Regions from separate parts of the Zea mays genome. Here all the other regions are linked to region 3. A link is a contact called in public Hi-C data. All regions are on one chromosome and are shown on one strand. The core of a region is the stretch at or near the end of the contact, and the rest is flanking DNA. Distances in the headings are between cores, read along the strand shown.

Region 1 (4,043 bases), core at 1,489-3,988, 220 kb before region 3:
AATAATGACTTATTGTGTATGTCATAGCATTTACTTATTGCTAGTAGTTTGGGTGAAGCTGAACCCTTGCTTAGGGTTTAATTTTTGTTGGAATTTTAGAAAAGCCCAATTCACCCCCCCTCTTGGGCATTGTCATCCTTTCAGGAACAAGTCAGCATTCAGATTCTGTTTTGGTGCTGTGACACCGTTTGATAGGTTGTTGGTCCGTGTATCATGTTGGAGTTCATTAGGGGCACCTCTTGGGGATGTGCACGCCCCTATCCTCTATTTTAACAGTAGCCACTACCATATTAGGGTTTTGGTTTTGCTTAGATAATATCTATCATCAAATAGTGTCATCGTTCATTGGTTTGTGAGACCTCACCTCATGATCAATGCAATTTTGATTGTGTTTTTCTTGTTTTTGTTTTTGTTCTTGATTGCGCTTGGAGGGGATAAGCCTTCGTGACGAGGTCACTCATGCCACGGGTGATAACCAATGACACAATCGTGTACTGATTGCGAGTATGCGTTCGATCGGAGTCTTGGATCATCAATGTTGAGATCTCCATCAAATCAAATTATCACACCTCACGAAATATTAGGCCTCAATCACTGATGAACTCAGATACGGTAGTTTCTGTCCACTTCGATTGTGACATGCAGTATGGGTAGCTTCTGGATTGGGATGCAGATAGTTTCTTCCCTAATTGCAAGCTCGGAGCAAGCTATGAATAACACGAGCAAAAAGGAAAAGGAGAGGAGGAGGCCTATCATATAATCAAAGCCACATAGCTAGTCAGTATCTGTGTCATTACCACCGGGCACCGGATTGCCAAAATCTCATGGAGGGAATGGCACCCAGCAGCAACGAGATGGCGGCTTCCATCCTCTGTGTGTCGAGGAAAATAACAACATTTTGGACCTCGAAGTGGAGGCCTAAGAGGAAGCGCTGTTGCAGAGCAGGGTGAACGAGGAGCCTAGTGTTACAAAATATTGTACACGTGATCAAGGCCCATCCAACCATCCATTTGTTATAGTTATTATCCAAGGGTCACACCCCTTGGAGACCCTTTTGTACATATGTATATAAAGAGGATCTCTGCAATAAACAAGATAACAGTCCTATCATTTGTCTCTCCCTCTCCACTGATTCTACTATTGAGCACTCAACTCTTAATACGTTATCAACACTGTCCCAAGAAAGATCAGAGGAAGAAGGAAGAACACTTGCTATTCTTGACAAAAACAACAATAGTGATATGCAAATCAACAGCAAGGTATGAAGCAAACCATTTCCATGCGCATACGTCGTATGCACAAAGTTCTGCACATTGTTGATGATGCGAGGTTGGAGGCGTTTGCTGCTGGGCAAGACACAACACTTCCACCAGTGCATGCCATCCCTGAACGCCGTGTGCAAGTGCAAAACGTGCACTTCTATGTTCTCCATGGATGGACAGTGGTGGTTCCACTGTCGGTGGTGGAGTGCGGCCTCCCCACTGTGTCCCCGTCACCACCGGTGCCGGTGGGTGACGCGGGGTCATCTACATCCGCACCCATGGACGTCGATCTAGTGGTACCACCGCCTCCTCGACCCACTACAACGACAGTTGCTTGTCGTTCCCCATCTCCGCCTACTTTGGTGGTCGTTGGGACCATCGCTGCCCGTCGTGGACAGCTCCTCGCGCCGTTGATGCCACGCGCGACCGCATCATCTTCACTGGCCACCGCCCAAACGGGGTGGCCCCATCTTCCTCCCCAAATGGGAGGGCCTAATGGCCCTCTGTCCGGCTGGTGGTGGTTGCCGCCACGACGGCCGGTTGGGGGGAGGGGTGGGGGAGCAGGGATACAGCCCCTGCGCGGGCGCCACTTGGAGCATCTCCGGTGTGGGCAAGATCCAGTCGGCCCATGGCGCTTGGTGCGGCGCAGGACTGGACCATGGCAGGTGGCTATGGCACCGACTGCTGTCTCGGGCACGGACGCCGACCGCGGCATGGCAGCCATGGCGCGATGCAAGAAGCCCACCCGGCGGCTCCTCGGTGAGCGCGCTCGGCCGGCGCGGGTGCTTGGCACCAGACTATGGCTCGCCCCCGGTGCTGGTTCGGTCGGCCCTTGGTAGTGGCGCTCCGGTGCCCGAGGTGGCCCGGCGTGGGGGCGCTCGGCGAGGAAGCCCAGGCGCGACCGTCCGAGGAGAGGATGGCCAGGCGAGGGCTGGATCCCGGCGTGGGCACGCTTGGCTCGGAGAATGGCGCCAGGCGTGGCTCCCAAGCCTGCTCCTTACGTGACCTCCTGGCGTGCGGAATGAGGTGGCCGGCTGGCGGAAGACTCCTGCTCGTGAAGCAGACAGCCTGTGCGGCGGCGTCAGCCCAGCGGATCAGGAGCTTGGTGGCGCAGACCGTGGAGGCGCAGACCACACGGCGGCGACGTCGGCTGCAGGGTCTAGGTGGTTAGGGTTTCCTTTTGAAACCCTAGCCACCCCATATAGAATAGGCGTGTGGCTCCCTAGTGGGCTGCCTGGCTGGGCCAGTGTGCTAGCCACCAGTCTGCTGCCTGGTCCGCCTGGTTGGCCGCCTGGGCTGCTTCCATGGACCAGAAAAGGCCCATTTTATCATTTTAATTCTGAAATTTAGTACAAAACTCAGTTTTTATATGTAATTTCTGTTCTAACTTGTGTTAGGCGTCTAAATTTGTTATTTAGATTGCGGATTGCTACATATATTGTAAATACCTGTCCGTTTTATTATGAATATAGCAGACTTTAGTTCGTGAATTATTGTTTGTTTTTACATTAATAATTCACATATCTGTACTTGCTATTATTTTGCATTCTTTTATGTTTGCATACAAATATAGCATTTTATTAAGTTCATACTTAATAATTTTCATGCAAAATAAAATTATATTATTTTGGATTAATAGCATAGGGAGATAGAGTCTTAAGCATTGGCTGCGCTAAATTCTTTTATTAAATTTAGTAGCCCAGAGACCGTGCTTAAGACATCATTTTAAATGCCTATCTCTATGAGGTCTACATCTCCCGAGATGATTACCTATACGTGCTATCCAAAATAACAGGATATAGAGTTCTTGAATATTATTTTGATAATTAGTCGAGCATGGGTAATGGAGACCTAAGCATTGGCTGCAGTTTGTTCATTAATGAACTTATCAGCCCTGAGACCGTGCTTTTAGGCAGCAAGTTTCTTGCCCACTACTAGGAGATCTACCTCATTAATTTGAGGATTATCTATACAATGCTCACTAATATTCAAAGTATTTATTCGATTAGAAGGTTTGGAACCTTCAGGCAACTCATATCACATGTAATTTTAAGGTTTTTGCATTTGACCTTACAACATCACCATTGTGACTATTAATTTATGAGTAAATTAATGGATGTCCATGGTCATGACTGTAGGAACATGTCAACCAAAGAGTTCGAGGAACTCGCCCTAGATGGGCATAACTACCCAACTTGGGCTTCAGATATTGAAATAACTTTTGCTTCTCGTGGGATCATTGATGTTATAGCAGCACCTATCACGGGTACTGCTCCAGCTAATGAAGTGAAAAATAACACTGCACTTTTCCTTTTGAGACTTTATATCCATAAGGACCTTAAGCAGGAGTACTTATGGAGAGATGACCTCACAACTTGTGGAAAGCTCTAAAAGAGCGCTATGAACAACAGAAGGAACTCATATGGCCGTCAGCCAACCATGAGTGGAACCACCTTCGCCTGCAAGATTTTAAATCTGTCACAGAATATAACCATGCTCTTCATAGTATTTGTTCTAAATTAAATTTTTGCGAGAAAGAGCCCTCTAAAGCAGATAAGATAGAGAAGACTCTATCTACCATGCTCCTAGAGGATAGGATATTGCACCAGTAGTATCGCTCTAACAATTTCTAGAGATATTCTCAACTCATGCACACATTGACCCAAGCAGAAAAACATCATGAGCTTCTTCTAAAGAATGCTCAGTGGCACCCTCTAGGGTCTACCCCACTGCCTGAGGTGCATTTCAATGTGCATAAGACTGAGAATAAGAAAGGATTCA
Region 2 (4,619 bases), core at 831-3,330, 140 kb before region 3:
TCTCTTGTAACAATAGAATCCTAATGCAGCAACAAGGCCTAGTCCAGCAACTGTACCAGCCACTGAGCCAGCAATGACTCCAACAGAAGATGAAGAGGAGCCCCCATTCCCATTGTTACCACTGCTTCCGCTACTGCTTCCTCCCGATGGACTGTTGTTGCTACTACCTGGTCCTGCAGTTGGTGCAGGAGCATCCTTGCCTATGTTAGGGTTACCAGCAGTATTCACCGCCACATTCTTGGAAGCAAAGGTAGGAAGTTTCCCATAGAGATTGTTGTTTGACAAATCAATTTTTGTCAGCAAAGGCAACACGGCAACCTCCTCAGGCACAGTACCAGTGATGTTATTGTTAGCAAGATCTAGCACCTTAAGTGAGCTAATCTTCCCAATGGCCGGTGAGATACTACCACTGAGACCCTTGTTGGCAAAAGTCAGCCCAGTAATGTTACCTTGGATGCAAGTAACACCCGGAAACATACATGGATCATTCCCCCTCCAATCCTCAGCAAGTGCCTTTGGGTACATGAACCCAGCCGCAACCTCAAGCAGCAGGCTCACAAGGGGATTGCACGGCTTCCCGGCTTCCTGCACACAGAACCGCTCTGTATCTGCTTCGATATCAGCATGAAGTCCATTGGGAATCTGAGGCATCGGACCCTGCAGCAAATTATTCGTCAGGGTCACGTTCTTCAGAGCCTTCAGCTTGAAAAGACTCTCAGGCACCGGCCCTGTGAGCATGTTGTCGCGAAGTTGCAAATCCCATAGATCATCAAACCCCGCGAAGTCCGGCAAGGGCCCAGTGAATTCGTTAGAATGCAGCCACAGTTGCTCCAGAGACGTCATGTTGCTGACAAAGCTAATCGACCCATTGAGGTGCGCGCCGTTGAGCCAGAGCTGCACCAGCGGCGCGCCGGCCAGCGACGCCGGTACGGGTCCTGACAGCTGGTTAAAGGAAAGCGACAGCCGCTGGAGCGCCGGCATCGCACCCAAGAAGTCCGGGAGCGTGCCAGAGACGTTGGCACTGATGGCCGAGAAGTTGGCGAGGGAGGCGCAGGCGGCGAGGGAGGCGGGGAGCGTCCACGACGCGAACGGGTTGTAGTCGATGGCGACGGCGGTGAGCCCGGTGAGGCCTTTGAAGAAGTCGGCGGGGATGGAGGCGAAGCTATTGTTATGGGCAAGTAAAACCTGAAGCGAGGAGAGCCCCGGGAGCAAGGGCAGCGGGCCGGAGAGCTTGTTGTCGAAAACCTCGAGGCGGGTGAGCTCGGTGAGGTCGCCCACCTCCGGAGGCAGGGTCCCCGTGAGGCCGCGCGCACCGACCTGGATCGCGGTGACGCGGCCCGACGAGTCGCATGACACCCCGTCCCACCGCTTCGGCGAGCAGGGGTCGCCGGCGACGTCCCATCCCAGCGTCTTGTCCGCGCCAAGCGCCTTCGCCACAGCCCGCATCGCCGCCACGTCCGACGGCGACGTCTCCGCCGCCGCGCCAGCCTCGAGCGCCATCAGAACCAGGACCACGAGCCCGCACCAACGACCCGCGGCGCCCTCGTGCCGCCGCCGCCGCGCGGTGAAGGCGGTGGGGAACGGCATTGCGTCAGAGAGGCAGAGTTAGAGAAGAGAGGAGAAGAGAGAGAGACTGGACTAGTTTTGGAGGTGAGATTTTAAGTGGAGAGAGAGAGAGAGAGAGAGGTAGTACAGGGCACATGGGCAAGGGGAGAGGGCCGGTGGCACATGCGTGGGTCCCGCCCGCCGTGGGTGGGGAAGCAGATTTTAGCTAGGGCTGCAGCCTCCCCGGCGTGATAATGACGGGACTACCCCCTCTCGGTTGCGCCGGTTTGAACCCGGTCTCGCACAGCGGCGAGGGCACGAGAAGCCGGGGCGAGGAAGACGACGCCAGCTGCCCAGCTCACGCCCGCCAACGCGTGGGGACCACGCGGCGGTGGCTGTAAAGCGCCGCGATCCCTGCACCAAAAGGCGGGGCGATTTGCGTCTGTCTCTTCTCTTCTCGCCTGTCTCCGCACTGGAGCAGAGCTGGACGGGCCGCCAGGGGCCCAGAGGCCAGCGTCACGGGTATTCACGAATCCAAGGGACGGGTAAGGTGTGGGACCGCAAGATTGCCGGGTCGAATCGCCACGCCGCTGGGCTCAGCGCGGGCCCGGTGTGTCAGTGGCAAGGTACGGACGGGTAGCCACGGCCGCGTTGGCCGGCGTGCGCGTCCGGCTCCGGAATTCAATGGACGACGGCACGAACAGGTTGGGATCCTTTGTGGCCGGAAACGCTACTGCTGCTGTACCAGTGGTACCACGTTCATGTTGTGTTGTACCCGCTCCTCGCACGGCGCGTAGGCGTAGGGAAATGCTACTGCTGCTGTACGTACGTGCGTGTGGCATCTCTATGCGCGGCTGGCGAGTAATGTTGGCCGGGGCGGGGGCAGCCACGGGCCACCAGGCACCAGCTACCGAAGCGGTGGACTGGTGGAGTGGCGGAGACGCAAGACGGTTTAGTTGGCGTTGTCCACGGCGTCGGAACTCGGAACAGTAAAGAGGCATTGCCCCGCAACGGAGGCAAAGGTAGTGTTGGTGACTTGGTGTGGCCAGAGTCCCCGAATTCGACGATACAGACAACACTATATAGAAATTCTCGGTTAACGGTAATTTTTAGGATTTCGGGGTGTGTCAGCATCTCAGACAGGAGCAATGAGCATACAGCGAGAACAAGTCACGGGACACGAGAGTCCATCGTCCAAACGCTAAGGTTACTGAGACAATATGGGCCAAGTAGTGGGTCGGCTATCTATGGGTCGCTTGATATTCTAGCAGTACTATATAAAAGACAAACACTTGTGTAATAGGGCATGAACAATTTAGCTATCAAACATCAGACAAACTCGTCTTTCTCCCAGATATTCCCTTCTCCAAGTCTCATTCTCCTCTGAGCTCTTCCTCTCCTATCCCCCTTTCCAGGTGTTGCTAACATTTGGTATCAGACTAAGAATCGATCTTGATGGAGACCACGATGCAGGATATTCTAGACGCACTGGCGCGCATGGAGGCACGCTTGACCGATGCACTGGTGGGTCGCTGCGGCGAGCAGTACGCACGCGAGCACACTTCCCCCTTCGATGGATCCGCGCCTCCTCCTTCCATCTTCAACACACAGTACCGCGACGAGGCAATCCTTCCGCCTCTCGTCCACGACGACGCTGCGAAGGTGGCGTCCTTGGATTCAGGAAACGACTTTGGCCTGCAGCAGACCGCCACGGTGCTTGCGTACCTGGGGTCCGACGAGATGCCTTCATTGACCACGCTCCTCGCCGGCTCGGTATTCGACCACTTCATCCCGCCACTCTACGACGACGACCGCTACACCACGCCACAATCGTCTGTCGGTACTATCGCCAACCCTGACGACGACCTCCTCCAGGAGCTCGACGGGTTGGACGAGGACGCCGCGAGCGCCAACGCGGCTGACGACGATTCAGGCGCTGTCCACGTCCATGCGCCGCTCAACCCCGACGCGACGCTCGACTCGAACGTCGACACCAGTGGATCACCGCGCTACCCGTGCCTCCCCGAGGGCGCGACGTTGTTCCGTCGGAACCCGGATAAGAAGATCCACGATGGGCTCATCGGCGGCATCAGCCAGCACATCTGGAGCATCGTGGACGAGGTCGAACACACGACCTCAGGGCTGGTCCAGACGCTCATCGCCGTCGACAGGCACTTCGACCTCATCATCAAGGCGAGGATCAAGCACTTGGATCCGTTACCTCCGCTCGTCCCCAACACCGACGCAGAGGAGGAGGAGGTTCTCACGACCACGTCCACCAGGTGTTCGAGAATGGGCATCAACCGTGGCGCATACTCCGTCCCCAACCTCCTCGTGGTCTGCATCGTGGGCGCACCCAAATTCAACGAATACAGCACCAACCGCGTCCTGCACCGCACGCGGCTACAGCGCCCTCCGCTCTAGCAACTGATCGTCGACCCTGTCAGCGCCGTCCACGGCGGCGACGACTATGAGCTGTCCCACAGCGAGGCAGGCAGTGTTCTCGCGACCGCCGCGCTTCCCAACCCGCGCGAGAAGATCCGTTGTCAGCTCGTCAACAGGACGAGGCTGGCCCGCGACGTCCGCCTCATCTTCTCCCTGACATCGTCGAACCAGGTGCTCAGCCTTCACATGAGCACACATGACTTTGACTGCGCCAGCGTCGACAGGAAGTCCTGCTTGCGGGCGTACACGCTGACGAGCATGGAGGACGAGGTTGGCCACTTCGGCCTCGACGCCAAGGAGTACATCCTGGACGAGCACTCCAAGTTCCTCAATGGCGAGCTCATGAACCAACTCCTGGACCTGCTCCCCCTCGATCCTTACATCGAAGCTGCTCTATCCCCGATTTCTTCTATCGTACAGTTGGTGGTGTTGGCAGAGGAGGAGGTTATCACCAACTCGCCCAACAGGTGTTTGATGATTTGCTTCAACCTCTTACAAAGATGTTTCAGCTGGGATGCAGCACCACATCGTCAGCTTTGGCCACCACCTCATATTCATGTTGAGTTTTGGTGTGGCAGTGCTGCTCTACGTTCAATTCCATGGCCACCACCCACTTCCTTGGATAGTTT
Region 3 (4,163 bases), core at 259-2,758:
GTTGTATTTCTTGGGCAATGTCACTTTTTCTGTGAAATTTGGTTCTGAATAATCACATGTACTTGTAGTGCTTGCGCAACATTACAGTAGCCAATCAATGAATTTGACTTTACGCAGGTGGCGAGCTGGGAGCATAATTGCTGTCATGCAACATCCTTGCAATGTCCTTCGTCCCGCGAGACTCCCACAAGGCGCAGGTTCAGTTTGCACTAGAGCGTGGCGATGATTGGGGTCCTTGCCTCTAATCGGTTCGCTTATCCGGCACATTCCTTTGACATGGCGCACTGATCTCATTGCCTCATCCTATGGCAGCTTTATGGTATGTTGAATTACTATCCCCCAGGACTACAAGCCTTCAATGTCTCCAGCTGATTACCCATTGCTTCCTGCTCCTATGTATGTGCAGATGGGTTGTACTTGATAGAGGTTGATCGTATCCTGCGTCCTAGAGGTTATTTGATTTTGTCTGGACCCCTAATCAACTGGAAGAAACACTGGAAGGGGTGGCACAGGACTAAAGAGGACCTAGATGCAGAGCAGAAAGCCATTGAGGCAGTTGCGAGGAGCCTCTGCTGGAAGAAGATCAAGGAGGAGGACGACATTGCTATCGTGTTATTATACGGTTCCGTTGCAACGCACGAACACTCATCTAGTAAACCATTATTACACGTACTATTAATGGACCAGACGGTGGTTAATGGGCGAAATGGATATAGCTGCCACATGCGGAATGGCAACACTCCCTTTTGAGATGACCCTCATTAGAGATGGCAATGGGTATATACGCGTCGGATAGTAGCATTCGATACCAGTACCCATCACAAAAATTATACCCATTGGGTTATCCATATACACTCGCGGGTATCAAATCTTACCCATGTCTGTACCTGCGTGGGCAATTTTACCCGTCGGGTAACTCGTACCCGTTAAGAAGATCTCAAATTATATTATTCCGATCACTCAAAATGTCAAATAAATACTCAAAAATAAGTTTAACTTGAAATATTACGAACCATATAATTGCACAACATGATAGTTAAATAAACAATAGCTAAAGGAGAGTTTTATTTTATCTATGATGGATTTTTTTAGATAATAATAGTGATATAACATGTGTATATTTTACCCACGGATATATGGGTATGAATAGTATCCACCCTTACTTGTTTACTCAATAGGTAGAAATTGTTACTCATTAACATATCCGCAGGTATCAAAATCATCTATACCTGCGTCGGATAGGGTACCGATCGCCATTTCTAACCCGCATACAGTCGTGCATGTGAAAAAGGAGTTCACGGTTCTGTTTTATCAAGAGAAAAAAAAAAGACCTCACGGTTTCGAGCCCATCAAGCCGTCACGATTTAACAAGTGCTTCGACGAGGCCGGGCCTTGGGCGAATTGCGGCCCATATAGGCGTTCAACTGCATGACAAAGCAAGCGCGGTCACGTCCGAGATGATTTTTTACTTGTCGTGGGCCGTGTCCAGTGGGTGATCCTGTCTCTGACGGTCTGACCCGTCGCCTCCCTCTCCCCTTGACGTGCGGGTGCGGCTCCTCCTCGCCGACGGCGCCAGCGCCGCCTCCCTCGCCCTCTCGGCATAGACCGGCGACGGTAGCTGCATCTTCGAGTCCGCAGGTGCTGACTTCTCACTCGGCAGCCCCCCTCCCCGCTCCTCTTCCTCGCACGTCTTCGCGTTCCAACGGATGTGACATTTCCTCGCGAATCCACGGCTCCTCGGATGGGATGGTAGGTCTGGTTGGGCTCGTCGTTGTCCCAGCGCCTAAGAGAGCGTCCTCCTAATTCTATGCAATAATTTTCTTTTTAACGACTGAGAGCCTCGAATCCTCCTATTATTATGCAATAGAGTTTTTTCTGACTGCTCCACGCGCCGTTCCCCTTGGAAATTTCGACCGCTTTCTCGATCGCCACCTACACGTCTGGTATCATTCCTTCCTCCCGCTCGCTTCGCTTCCTTGCCCTCGCTGCTACCCCACGAAAATTCTCGAATCCCCCCGAACCAAAGGGCGGCAGAGGAGTCGTGCTCCGGTGACGGGCTTGGTTTCGTTCGCTTCCCTCTCGCAGTCTCGCTGCTGATTCGCCGCCCTGTTCGCTTGTTTCTCATGTTCGGAACGCGGTTACTCTCTGTGGGTTTCGTCGTCTGCTGTGTTTTTTTTCGTGGGAGATCGGTGGCATTTTAGTGGCGGAACCTGGGGCTTTTCGCACGAATCGTTTGCAGCGGGGCGCAATTGCTCTTGAGATGGAAGTTGAATTGCATCTGTTGATAATTTCTATCCCTTCCTCCCCTTTTTGGGAGAGATTGGGGGTGCATTCGGACCATTTCCTTCGTCTTTTGCAGTATGTTATTTTGCGTTAGCCCTATGATTGGTTCAATTGCATACCCTATTGTTGATACACTGTTTTCATCTGGATTTTTTGTGCTAATTTTGAAGGGTGAACATCCTGGTCAATTTTGCGCTGTGTATATAGTACTCCGACCAAGTCTTGTACAAGTGCAATTCTCCATGCACCTAATCTCTTAGTCAATGTTCAACTTGTTTGGACCTATAACTTCAGAGCCTTGGTCTTTACTTCCACATTTTCTAGCTCCATATGGCTTCTTTGCTGTACCGCTGCTGAAACTGTACTTAATTCACATTCTGTATTTCTTGACTGTTGTGGTGATTGAAGTGGTTGCAGTGAAAACTAGAAGGGAAGAACAGCCTCCTAATGGATAGGAACAACGAACTGGAAGAGGTGGTCCCAAATGACTCGGACCCTCTTATTGGGAGGGAGAACAGGGAGTCAGAGTCATCGGTAGAGCTGTCACCGCCACAGCCAGCAACTGTGAACCTGCTGGAGATTGAGGATGAAGAGACCGACGGCTCTTCTGCTGCGTGCTGCCGCATTTGCCTTGAGAATGAGTCTGAGATAGGTGATGGTCCCTATGATGCTACCTCAGTGCATTTTTTGTTATGTCAGTTAGTTCACTTTATTTTGATTCAGAAATGCTTCTGCCTGGTGTTAATCTTCTTTCTGGTTGTAACATGTTCAAAAATATGAAGAATACTCATACCTTTGATTTGTTACTTACCTCGTCAATTGGTCTAATAAAATTCTCTGTACTGCATTTACTGTGTGACTAGAGAATATGATATGGCTTGGCCATACTGCCATAGGATACATGCAACAAAATAAGACCAGGAATGTTAGTTTGCTCATGTTGAACAACAACCAATTTGTAATTCAACCTTGGTATGTGAATAAATTGAAATTTATTGCCTGTTTATCAGGATTCATGATGCATATTGGGCTAACATTTGTTTTGGGTAATTGAACCTATAGAAATGATGGATACAATATATTGGTTGGGTGCTTCAGTTTTCTTTCCCTATCCAGCCAACAAATGATGTAACTGAGCTTGTCATTCTTCTTTTAATGTTTTTGCAGGTGATGAGCTAATATCACCTTGCATGTGCAAGGGAACTCAGCAGTTTGTTCACCGTTCTTGTCTTGACCACTGGCGATCTGTTAAGGTACACCCAGTGCTTTCATAACATCTTCCATATCAATTTCCTTCAAGGACATTATATGTGCTGTGTGCTTTTCAATTATATTGCCAACACTAATGCCATTAGGTTGGTAATTGCTAATGAAGACTCTTTGTGGGGTAACTGGAACATATTACATAGAAAATATACACAAGGCAGTGCTGGAGTAGTTGAAGTTTAAATGGAGATTAAGGCATCTATTGTTGGTCAGGTACTCAGGTCATGTGTAATGAGCAAGAAATGGCAATGCTGCATAGATGTTAGGTTTTGTTTTTCTCTGGTGGTAGTAGATGATTGTGTTCCTGCAATGCACAAGAACCCAAGCTTTTTTTTCTTCATTAACCAATTTTTTTCTTTCAAATGGCAGATTTTGACACAAAATCAGATTTTTGACATGTACTGGCAGTACACTACTTGTTAGAAGTTGAGCCGCATCTCTTCAAGCTATTTTTTTCAGCTTGATCTGGAGGTTAAACTGTAGAATGCATGGTCTTGGCTGCCATTTCTGTGTCACGTAAAGTCTAGCTGCACTAAACCTTCTATTAAAGTGCTTGAACTTCTGCTCCTTAGTGGCCTTAGTGATTCTCTTTGCTCTTATTTCCTAGTTTGATG

The links. A called contact is a pair of places that touch in the nucleus more often than the background predicts.
Region 1: a Hi-C map of ear shows a contact between it and region 3, with 1.8 times the contacts expected there. The contact joins the promoter of LOC109943537 here to the promoter of LOC100282293 in region 3. A contact is called at or near these places in 2 of 25 Hi-C or Micro-C datasets (ear and endosperm).
Region 2: a contact with region 3 is called in a Hi-C map of bundle sheath, with 4 times the contacts expected there. The contact joins the promoter of LOC103643907 here to the promoter of LOC100282293 in region 3. A contact is called at or near these places in 7 of 25 Hi-C or Micro-C datasets (bundle sheath, ear, endosperm and 2 more).

The regions. Positions count from the first base shown.
Region 1 is chr1:275,165,417-275,169,459 of Zm-B73-REFERENCE-NAM-5.0, forward strand. LOC109943537 reads right to left here and starts at 2,739. Exons shown (of 1, transcript XM_020546901.3): 1 at 985-2,739. The coding sequence starts at 1,986. The coding sequence ends at 1,420. LOC100304182 reads left to right here and starts at 1,067. Exons shown (of 1, transcript NM_001165637.1): 1 at 1,067-2,440. The coding sequence starts at 1,262. The coding sequence ends at 2,101.
Region 2 is chr1:275,240,833-275,245,451 of Zm-B73-REFERENCE-NAM-5.0, forward strand. It overlaps LOC103643907 (receptor protein kinase TMK1), which reads right to left and starts at 2,081. Exons shown (of 2, transcript XM_008667078.4): 1 at 1-2,081. The coding sequence starts at 1,587. It also overlaps the pseudogene LOC100383842.
Region 3 is chr1:275,382,142-275,386,304 of Zm-B73-REFERENCE-NAM-5.0, forward strand. LOC100282293 reads left to right here and starts at 1,509. Exons shown (of 7, transcript NM_001291590.1): 1 at 1,509-1,638; 2 at 2,692-2,935; 3 at 3,451-3,536. The coding sequence starts at 2,731.